Linked DNA regions of Mus musculus: region 1 is linked to region 2. The links are chromatin contacts, called in public HiChIP or PLAC-seq maps. All regions are on one chromosome and are shown on one strand. The core of a region is the stretch at or near the end of the contact, and the rest is flanking DNA. Distances in the headings are between cores, read along the strand shown.

Region 1 (5,796 bases), core at 2,594-5,093, 570 kb after region 2:
TTAATCCTTTCTGTGCACACCCTCACCAACACTCTAAATGTGGTCTGATGATCTTCCTGGTGCTCCTCGGTGGGTTAGGTTGAAGACCAAGGTAAATCTTCACACCCTTTGTGAAACTCCAGTGAGTCCATGTAAGCATCGCATGAGCCTCATGTACGGGAGTCCCAGCTGTCCAGGGTGATGGTGGCTCTGCGTGCATTGTTTTACATCCTGTCCTTTTTGTAGATCTCAACAGATGAACCCAGGGGACATTTGTTGTTTTTAACTGAACAAAGATAAAAGTTTTAAAATTTATTTATGTATATGAATGTTCAATGTATATGCCTATGTGACAGAAGAAAGCATTGGATCCTATTATTGCTGCTTGTGAGCCACTGTATTGTTGCTGGGAATTGAACTCAGGACCTCTGGAAGAGTAACCAGTGGGCAGTGGTGGAGCACGCCTTTAAATTAATCCCAGCACTTGGGAGGCAGAGGCAGGCAGATTTCTGAGTTCGAGGCCAGCCTGGTCTACAGAGTGAGTTCCAGGACAGCCAGGGCTACACAGAGAAACCCTGTCTCGAAAAACAAGAACACAAAATGAGTAACTAGTCCTCTTAACCACTGAACCATCTCTTCAGGCCAAAGAGATTCTTTTCTCTTTCTGCCTTTCTGTCTTCCCTCCCTCCCTCCCTCCCTCCCTCCCTCCCTCCCTCCCTCCCTCCCTCCCTCCCTCCCTCCCTCCCTCCTTCCCTCCCTTCCTCCTTCCTTCCTTCCTTCCTTCCTAACTTTATTTTATTCTATGGATATGGATGTTTTGTCTATATGTTTGTATGTGTACCATGTGTGTGCCTAGTGTGAGTGAAGGTCAGAAGAGGGTGGCACATCCCTTAAAACTAGAATTCCAGATGCTGTGCCAATAACTAAACCCAGTTCTGAATCCAGGAACAGCATCTCTCAGTGCCTCAAAGACATACTTTCAAAGGATGTGCTAGAGGCCCGAAGGTCTTCACACTCTGGCTTATTGGGTCCCTGACCCAATTCATATTCCATTCCCTGAGTGTGAGAAGGAGCCAGTGCTAGAAAGCTTGTGCATCCTGAAACAGCTGATCTCTGTTAAGGCAGCAGCTTGGGGAAGAAAGGAAAGGAAGGGAAAATGAAGTCTGTCTACAGAAGGATAGTTACAGTGTTGTCTGAGAGCAGACCCTGAAATGTCTTTCTAGTGTAGACAAGACCTAGACTTTGGCATACAAGTACCTGGTCTCCATGACTGCTGCTTCTGTGCGTCAGGGAGGAAGGAAAGGAGATGTCTTCATTGTCAAGTTTAAGAGGCTGTAATTTTCCAATTGAGGGGGTATTTGTGGGAGGCAGTGAGGCTGGGCCAGCCTTCCCTCCCAGGACCATTTGCTAGCCCCTGCAGTCAGTACTGTGGTCCGTGGGCTGCGTTCGTTATTCAGGCATTCTGATGGACTTCTACTTCCCGGGTTGGAGACTGATATTGTTGGACAGTTCTAGAAGTTAGAGAAGGGGAGTGAGACACTCATATGTGTGTGTACTTATATGTAGTGTCATGGAAGAATGGGGACACACTGGGACACAAAATGGGTACTGGGGAAGACTTCTGAGCTTCATTTTCTGCTAACTGTAGCACCTTGTGTTACCCCTGCAGCTTGCAAAGCATCCCCTGGACCCGTGTTCAAGGGAGTTCAGACACAAAGCCCTTTGCTCTATTGCTGGTGGGTAGGACACTGAAGCAGCCTGCGGTTCTCATCAGTATCTGCTTGCAGGCGTCAGCTGGTACAAATACCTAGGAGGGAGGGTGGTCAAAAAGGAAGTGACACATTTGGGCCTGACAGTCTGGGAGACAGAGAGGAAAGAGGCACAGCCAAGAGAAAGGACCCCGGGGCTGTGCTTTCTCGTGGGGCAATTTTCTGTGTCACAAAGCCAGAGCTTGCTTCCTGATGAAGCCACCCCCTGGATGTCTTCCAGGCACGGCCAGCTGACAGCAGCAGCTTGTGACAAGATGGTGTGGAGAGTCCGGGAGCCCCTGTAGATGCCCATTCTCAAGTCAGAGGGCCTGTTTCTATGTCTTGATGGTCCCGTGGTATACTTTCCCAGGAAAGTCTTAAAAAGTGTAAGCCCTCTTTCACACACACACACACACACACACACACACACACACACACGCACACTAGCAGCTCAAGCACATAAGTGGGCACATGCACAGTCAGATGTGGAGCCAGCAAGCACCTGGATAGACAGAGTATTACCCCTTTCAGAAGGTCTGCTCCCACACCAGTTACTCAGTGTAACTTAGTTTTGCTTTCTTCTTTTGCTATTTTAATTAACTATTGCTCTTCATTTGTGTGTGCATGCACACATCCAAGGAGAACTTTGTGGAATTGGCTCTTTCCTTCTACCCTGTATGTGGGTTCCAAGGATTGAACTCATGCCACCAGGCTTGTTGCACCACTTGTCTTGGCTTCTAAGAGCACAGAGAGGTTTATTTAGGTTTTTTTTTTTTTTTTTTTGTGTGTGTGTGTGTGTGTGTGTGTGTGTCATGGTAAATACACATTCCTGTGGTCTTTCTTTGTCCGCCGCTCTCTGCAGCCTCATTGATCTTTGCAGTAAGTGCTATACACCGCTGAGACTCAGTTGGTGCTCATTGCTCCTTGGATTCTCCGTGTGGTTTTAAAGCTTATCTTATAGCGTCTGTACCCTTCTAGAGAGACAGACATTCAGGGTTGAAGACACTTGAAGCCCTGGTGTGGCAAGCCCCGCCTTGATGTTTTCTGACAGACAAGAGTACGATGAATTATCTTTTCTCCTGAGCATCCTCACTGGCTCTGTTCTTGGTCAGGAACCACCCCTTGATGAGAGGAATGCTCACCCAGTCATGTGAGAATTCTTCTTCAGGTCCTAGAACTTTAACGGACTTGATCCAGCAACGTAAACTTTCCTTCAGGGCTTGAGATTTGTCTGTTGGCCTCTGTAAATGTTTAACTATGTCTTTGCCCCCTTATTGCTAACTGAGGTTGTGCTGAGAACCACAGCTGTGTCTTTCCTCTGCATGTCTCTTCCCCCTCTTAGAGATTAAATGGACTCCAGGTCTGAGAGTCAGCTGCTGGACTCCCCTGGTTGCTACCCTGGGCCTCAAATTCTGCAACCAAATAATAACCATTTATAATTCATAGCTCGATCTCTCCCTCTCCCTCTCCCTCTCTCCCTCCCTCCCTCCTTCCCTGTGTGTGTGTATGTGTCGATGAAATGAGATTGTATATGTAGGAAATGTCTAAAATTTTAATCATAGCCATCTTGGGTAGGTACTCTTCTTAAGGTAATGCAGGATGCTGGATCGGGCCTCTGATTGGGAAGACAGGTGACTGCCTACCTGGCGTCTGCTGTTCTCTTCCTATAGTGCATCACACTTACTGTCTGTGCCCTGGTGCCCCCCCCCCCCCCAATATTCTAGGAACTTCACTGGGAAATGCTTCTAGTGGGATGAATGACAGATGCTCTGCGAAGTGCCACTAGCGCTCTTAGGTGGTTAGGGAAGGTCAGGCCCCAGCCTCTGTGGTTTCTAGGATAATGTGAAAACACTGGATTGAGGAGACCAGCTTAGTAGCTGGACCAGTCTAGAAGGGCCCAGGAATAGCTGAATAAATAAGAGTAAGAGCCCCTAGGCCCTGTCCTGGAGAAGCAGCTCAGGCAGTAGGGCAGAACTTGGAGCCAGGCCAGCCTTTTGTGGTTGCTTTTAAAAAGAAACAAAACAAAGCCTGACTTCCGACCAGCTGACCCCTAAGCCTCTAAGCCTAGTAGCTCCCTGCTGGGACCTTTCAGACCTGCAGGGGAGCTTGGCTGGGTGCCAGGCCTGGCCTTCTGTCAGCCAAAGCAAGCCAGAGACTGACGCTCTCTCTCCCTCATCCATACTGTTGGTTCAGGCAGGCCCTATTCTCCTCCCAGCCAACTCTGAGGCTCTCCTGCCTGGAGGGTTAGCGACTGGGACCCAGTGTCCGTCGATGAAGGCTTTCCCCACACCATACCCTTCCTTTACCCCTAGGCCTTCCACTCACCCATATATATATATATATATATATTTTTTTTTTTTTAAGCACATTCCTCTGTGGACAGGTCAGGGTCAGATATAAGGAAGAATTGTTGATTGCTACTGTAGTCTGTGATTGTGCCAAAGTGGTTTTCTTCTCCCTTGTCTCAGGTCTGATTTTCTTAACTCTACTACGGTAAGAAGATGCCCTCCATCAGCAGGCCGTGTCTGCTGGGACCTCTCTGGAGACTTCCTGAACCCTGTGGATTTACAGTAAGATGCAGTTTCCTGGGGAGTAATTCTGGTGGATACAAATTCCGGAGTATTACACCTGGCTTGCCTGGAGATGTTACAAGTAGCTGGATGGATTCTTCAGCCTGGATGCCCACTGAAAACAAGGACCGAAACTAAGAGGATTGTATCTCTACCCTTGACTCAATGAGAATGTTTGTTGTCATCTCTCGGGCTACCTGGAGCTCCCTCTAAAATGTAAGCCCCTAAGACCCATCTCCTTTCAATGCAGTGTTTCTGGTATGTTCCTGTCTTTACACCAAGCTGTCCTGGATGCTGGTTGAGGGCTGTCTGTTGATGTGGCTGCTAGGAAGAGATCTGCTGTCTTCCGTGTCTGTCTATGTGTCTGGTATGACGCTGGGCGCCTGTGGGAGAAAGACAAAAAATAGAAGTTGTTCGAGTTAATGTTTCTTTCTTTTTCTTTTTTTCTTAAAGATTTATTTATTTATTTGTTTATCTATCTATTTATTTATTATATGGATGTACACTGTAGCTGTCTTCAGACAGCTCCAGAAGAGGGCGTCAGATCTCGTTACAGATGGTTGTGAGCTACCATGTGGTTGCTGGGATTTGAACTCAGGACCTTCAGAAGAGTAGTCGGGGTGCTCTTACCCACTGAGCCATCTCACCAGCCCCTCTAAGTTAAAATAATAATAAAAAGAAAATCCCCTCTGGAGCTACCCTTGCCTATGTTGATGGGTACTTACTGATTGAAGGGTCTTATTTCTGTCTAGACCCTAAATACCTCGAAGGCCAAGGCCTGAGGGGGATGACTATGTCTCTGAGACTTAGTGTATACCTGGTACTGGCCTCTCACCCTACAAGGATGATAAATGAAGATGTGATGGTTAATTCATTAAGACACTGGCAGTTCCATAGGGAAGATAGACACAATCCTTTCTTGGCTCTATGCCAAGAGCGGAGAACACCACGGGACCAGATGTTTGGTACCATGTGTGTCAGCAGGTGGCTGTTCTGAGTTTCAATCTCTACTACCCTATGTGACTCAGGGCCAGTGACAATCCAGTTCCCTTCCCTTCTCTCTTTGGCATGACTGAAGTTAGTATTCTCTTCTGTCACAGGGTTGGTGTTGAGGCTCACAACAGGCACTATGTGCTGAATATGTGCCTGATGCTTTGCACAGGGTCAGGACCATGCCAGAGCAGGGCAGCTTCTGGGGAGGGTGAGTGTTGGTTCCTTTAGAAACTTCTGTTTCTAAGCCAAGCCGGGTAAGCAGTGGCTCGGCTTGGACAGTAGGTTAAGGTTCATAGCTCCTGCAGCCCATGGGCAGGCTGAGCATCAAGTCTGCAATGGTTAGCCAGAGGGAGAGAGTAATGGATTTGACAACCGAGGCCTTTTTGGTTCTACATCGGACTGACGGGGAATCTTGACTCCTTAGGGGTTACAAGGTTGGTAGAATCCAGGGATGTTAACTGTAGTGCCAGGCTGCCCCAAGGAGAGTGATAGCCCCAGTAGGAGCT
Region 2 (5,478 bases), core at 1,659-4,158:
CTCAGGCTTTCTAAAAATCACACTATTGAGATGTGCATACCCACCTGGTCATATAATCCAAGGCAGCTTTAGTAGAGCCTCACAGATACCCCTGGTGTCTCTGTCTCTCTGTCTGTCTCTCTGTCTCTCTGTCTCTCTGTCTCTCTGTCTCTCTCTGTCTCTCTGTCTGTCTCTCTGTCTCTCTGTCTCTCTCTCTCTGTCTCTCTGTCTCTCTCTCCTTTCCTCCTAAAAAAGGAAATAACAGATGATTATTTGTTAGTCTAGATTTTTCTCAGTTTAACCAAATTCTACCTAGTGCTTGCAATCTGCCATGTGTTTTGGATTTACATATTAATATACAGAATACTTTTATCATCCTTGAAAGGGGGACAAAGATATATCCTGTATTCTTTTTAGGATTACAATGAATGAATCAAAAGGAGGAGGAGGAGAAGGAAAGGGGAGGGAAGGAGGAAGAGGACCAGCAGGAGGAAGACAGTTAAGGAAAGCACAGGAGCTCACTTAGAAGTAATACAGCATGGCTCTCCCCACCCTCTGAAACTTTGATCAAGAAAGGTAACCTTGAAGTACTGTGGTGTTTTCCCGCTCTCTAACACTGCAAGTGCAATCCGTAAAAGCAGAATATGAGAAGCGCAAATGTAAAGTAGAAGTATAAATACTCAGTGCAATGGAAAGAAGAGAAAACTTTTAATCATGCCTTGAAGAGTACTATAGAAGATAGTTGTTCGTATGCTGTGCACAACCAATGCATATGTGTTTCCATATACTCATCAAACAAAACAAAACGAAACAAACATACAAAAAATAAATGACTCCCTCTCCTCTCCTTGGTAGCACCTAGTGTTCTTAAACTCTTCACTTAACCTCAAAGCTCGTGTTTGGTCATTTATTGCTACATCTAATAAATGTGAATGACATACATCATGTCAACCTTGTGCTGGATGCCCAAGGGCCATAATGAACAAGGCAGACATTATCCCTGTTCTTCTACATCTTAATATCCAGGAGCAGACAGGTATTCAGAAACAAATCAAGGTTTTGCTTTTCATAACCTTTGTTCTATATGTTTGATTTGTCATAAAATCTGTTCAACAGCAGCAACTGGGTGTTATGAAGACAATGGTAAATTCTCCAAGGAGTTCTCAGCAGGTGCTGTTGTTTTGTTTGTTTGTTTAAGGCAACTCCGTGTCTCTGGTAAGAAGCAGGTTTGATATCATACTAGCTGGCAGTTTACAACCGTGCCTTTCTTCCCTTTTCGATGTTCCATAGAAAAGGCTGCAGATTCTGGATTCTCATTCTGCAGCCTTCCTCAACCACGAGGAAAAGCCATCTTACTCAGTTCCAGGCAAGAAGATGTTGAAGGCCCATTTTCAAGAGTCCTTAAGGGAATGCTTTTTACATGTCAAATGGATATGAGTAAGAAAAAGTGCAGTCTACCTGGGCCTCTCGGTTTCCTAAGCTTGAATTCAGCTGGCCATGGGAGATTGCCCAGTCTGTGGCGATGAATGAAATGAGGGAGAATTACATCAGTATTAGTTTACTTCCCTGATAGTCTTGAGCCACAGAGTAAGACACACCAATCATTTTGCTACATAAAAGAATTGTGTCTGAACTATTTCCCTTTGGCTATTGTGTTACTTGGTACTTACATGTTACTTGGTGATAGGTTTTTGTGGTGGTAGTACTGATGGTGGTCGTGACGGTGGTGCAAGTGGGAGTGGTATTGTTGAGTCTTGATTCAGAAATCAGGAGGGTATTGAAGTATTCATGGGTTGTATCATTTTGATAACCAGGCACTATTGGGTGATAACACTGATTTCCAGTGTAAGCCAAGAATTTGCAGGAAGTTCAGGATGCCTTTTTCTTTTCTTCTCTTCTCTTCTTTTCTCTTCTCTTCTCTTTTCTTTCTTTCTTTGTTTTTTTTTTGTTTGTTTTTTTGTTTTTTAATGAACATTAGGACCTCATGAGTGGATAAGCACAGGCAACTGAAATTTTTGTTCTCTATAGGGTCCTCCTAAATTCTTAAATTTTCATTGCTTCAGGACTTGCATTTTCACAGGAATTAAACAATGGATATAAAAGAAGAGAGATAAACAATCACACCCAGAGTGACTTCCCACTCTTCATTGTCTCATGCAAAGGAAAGAAATTCTTTGGGTGAGTTCCTTCCAAAGCAAACATCCTGAGCACCTAGGCATCCCACTTGTGGATCACAGTAGCCAGCAGGATGACTCACTGGTATTCATGGAACTCCCTGTTGCCAGTGAATTACACTGAGAAGTTTCTAGGCAGCCACATTGCTGGCGATGAAGAGGTCGGGGGCTAGGAGTTGCCCAAATGGGTCACTTTCTAGAATGGTTCTTGATATACTGAGAACTGGGATCTTGGTATTCTAACAGGATCTTTTCTACCGGTAGCATATGCACTTATAGAGCGAGGGAATTAAAATGCAGTGGGTTAAGTTGAAAGCTTAATGCCATGCCATCTGCAAAAACTCAATACTTTTCAAGCTTATATACCCTGCACTCTATCTAAACTACTTGTCCTGCCATCTGCTTTTGTTCTGTAAATAACTATTCCCAATCCAACTGCCTACTGAACAACTAGCCAATGATTCAGTTAATAATTATAAACCTTAACAATCCAGCAAGCAACCACATACAAAGGAACTAGATATCACTTGTCTGAATATTTGATAGTCATGCAAGACCGAAAATGGGCCTTCTGGAACAACAGTCATGTTGGGAACTGTTGGGGAAGGGGCAGGGTGGGGTGGATTGGTGGGTTTTGAATGAAACGTTGCCTTAACGGTCCCAGTTCAATCTTTCCCACACAAGCTCAAGCCCACATCTCACAGAAGTATTATATCTGTTCACTTCCTTGTACTTCGCTCCAAGAATGAGTGAGTCATGGTTTAAGGACAAATTCTTAACATAGGTGCTACAGGCAAACAAAGGAAAACCAAACGCCTCATTCTTCTATTTCTCCTTTAAAAGGAAACTCATGCTGGAGGCATTTGGGTAACATTCCTTTTATATAACAGCACGAACTTCATCTGAAGGAAGAAACAGTGCAGCTGTAGAAACGGGTAGGTGTGGGATTGCTCTTCTCTCACCTATGACCCTTCCTGGCCGTATCTTAATGTAATACCACAAGTTCTGGGCCAGCACTGAATGTGAAGGTGGGACATGGAAAAAGGACATACAGAAGAGGCAGCATGCTTGTCCTGTGTTAGGACATGATGAGGCAGGCTCTTTAAATGCATGGGTGGCTCAGATAGATGGGCTGGGGTTATATCCTGTTCTGATGTTTATTGGCTGTGTGATTCTGGCAATGTAGTAGAGGACTGCTGTGAGTTATCACACCGTTGGAAAAATCAGGATTATATCAAAAGTTAATAGATAATTTATGTTCAGCTGTGTCTGATACACATAGATTCACTGAACCCTGTAGAGTTCAGTGCTGGCTTCTTCTTCAAGACGAGAAACTGATTTTCTTTGTTTTAGGTTTTTGGTTTTGTTGTTGTTTGTTTGTTGTTTTGTTTGGCTTTCATTTTGCCCTGTATTTGAGACTGAAGAAGAACTTACAGGAATGTTCTAGAAACAGGAGAAATTAACTTGTCTCAACAATAGCTCAGATGTGAGACCTCAGAGCTAACCACACATTAACTGCTTTGTGGTCAGATTAAAAAAAAAAGCATGCAGGCCATCTTTACTCCTAATAATTTCTGCATCTCAGAATATGAAAAACTTTTATGTAATATCTTAGATAGTTTCTATTAATCTATTAATCTATCAATGTCCTGAATAGATTTGGTGGTTGCTCTTTGGAACCATTTCACACTGGTAGTGTATCAGATGGCACTCAGAAACATAGGCAGGCAGTGCTTAAATGAAAGAGGTTCCATTCTTCTCTTGTAGAACAGCATTGTCTCCTTCCAGCCAGATCACCATCATTAATTTTATTTAACAGTCTTTTTGAAGAGACATTTTTTTCACTCGTACTATTTCTACTGTGCCACTTCCTGTGTCAGGACATTCGTCCTTTGTGTGTAACTGTTCTCTATGTCCCCTGCTTTGCTTTCTGAGTTTGCTCCCCACATCTGAACTGGAATCACTCCCTTATTGGCTGTGAGGTGCTATCTCCTAGCAACATCAGAAGCTACACTCAAAAGATCTAACCAACCTGACTGTCCAATGTGAAATGAACAAGGATGGACAAAGATGATAGCAATGGACTTTCAAAGTGGATGGAGTCCCTGAGGTCTCTGCCCTAAACAAGGAACTATTGATAAGTGAGCAAAGCTAGGAGTGGGAGAGATGATCTTTCTCAGGGAAGAACACACTAATTGGTTATCCAACACCAACTGATCAACCTTAAAAGCATAAGTAAAAGGAACATTATATAGTCTGAAGAGGTTATATTTAGGAATATTTATGCATATATGTGTATATGTATAAATGTTTATGTGGGTATGTATATGTGTATATTTATATATCTGTATATGTATATTTAGGAATATGTATATGTATATATGCATACATACCTGCATGCAACAACAATTAAGGAAAAAAGAGGTCATGAATTTAAAGGAGAGTGAGGATTTGGAAGGAGAAATGTTATAATTGTATTACAATCTCAAAAAATTCCAAACATAATATTTATTCATAGAAAAAAACAATAAAGACAATTTACACAATATGTTCCTCACAATATGCTATACATTTGTAATCAGTGGATTCTGATGACAAATAATTATCTTTCCACTAATTCCTAGATTTAATTTCTATTTTTAACTTATGATTTCTCCATTTTTCCAATAGTCAACTTGAAAAAAAAATCCTGCTTACTTCATTTATTGGATGTCTAGTTTTCTGGGTTTTCAGAAAATAATAACATTATAATTTTTCACTTAGGAGAATTTTTCATATAGTTGTTTTTGCTTTGCTTTGGACCAAAAACTAGCATTTACAGTTGTCTGTTGGATAAAAGCGAAAAATATCATCTGTCTAAATGTTTTTCACATATTAAGAAAATGTATCTATTTGTTTGTTGTGTACATGTTTGTTTATGTGTGCATGCTTAATACTTACATATGGGTATATACATATTCATGTTTGTGAGGCTGCAGGAGCGACAGGATGCTTGTGGAGCTCAGAGGACAACCTCAAATGTTACCCTTCCCTTCCTCTTGGTTTGAGACGGTTTGCCTGTCTTTCACCCCTGGGTGTGCGTGCAAACCTACGATGATTCTGATGTCTCCTTCTCTTATTTCATTGAGGCAACAATGGTATTATACAAAGCACGTTACCATCCCCAGCTCCACATGGATTCAGGGGATTAGCATTCAGCGGCTCAAACCTGCTTGACAAATGCTTTAACCACTGAGCTGCCTCCTCAGTCCCAGGCAAGCTTATTGAAATCACTGACGTTACACCCCTTAAAATTCTTTTGCCAGATTCTTCTGTCACTTTTTTG

What was found. HiChIP or PLAC-seq counts read pairs in DNA pulled down with a chosen protein or histone mark.
Region 1: a FOXA1 HiChIP or PLAC-seq map of pancreatic cancer cells shows a contact between it and region 2. The contact joins two enhancer-like sites. A contact is called at or near these places in 3 of 115 datasets of contacts at active chromatin or transcription factors (extraembryonic endoderm stem cells, microglia and pancreatic cancer cells).

What each region holds. Positions count from the first base shown.
Region 1 is chr15:62,102,953-62,108,748 of GRCm38.p6, forward strand. The region is part of intron 1 of Pvt1 (Pvt1 oncogene); the gene reads left to right. Among named protein-coding and RNA genes, the nearest start is that of Pvt1, 68 kb to the left of the region's middle. Within about 2 kb of position 3,844, at least 151 of the 459 cell types and tissues checked have an H3K27ac peak or open chromatin away from gene starts, as enhancers often do. A contact at or near this core is called in pancreatic cancer cells, where this site is marked.
Region 2 is chr15:61,530,028-61,535,505 of GRCm38.p6, forward strand. No RefSeq gene overlaps it. Among named protein-coding and RNA genes, the nearest start is that of Gm24696, 170 kb to the left of the region's middle. Within about 2 kb of position 2,909, at least 64 of the 459 cell types and tissues checked have an H3K27ac peak or open chromatin away from gene starts, as enhancers often do. A contact at or near this core is called in pancreatic cancer cells, where this site is marked.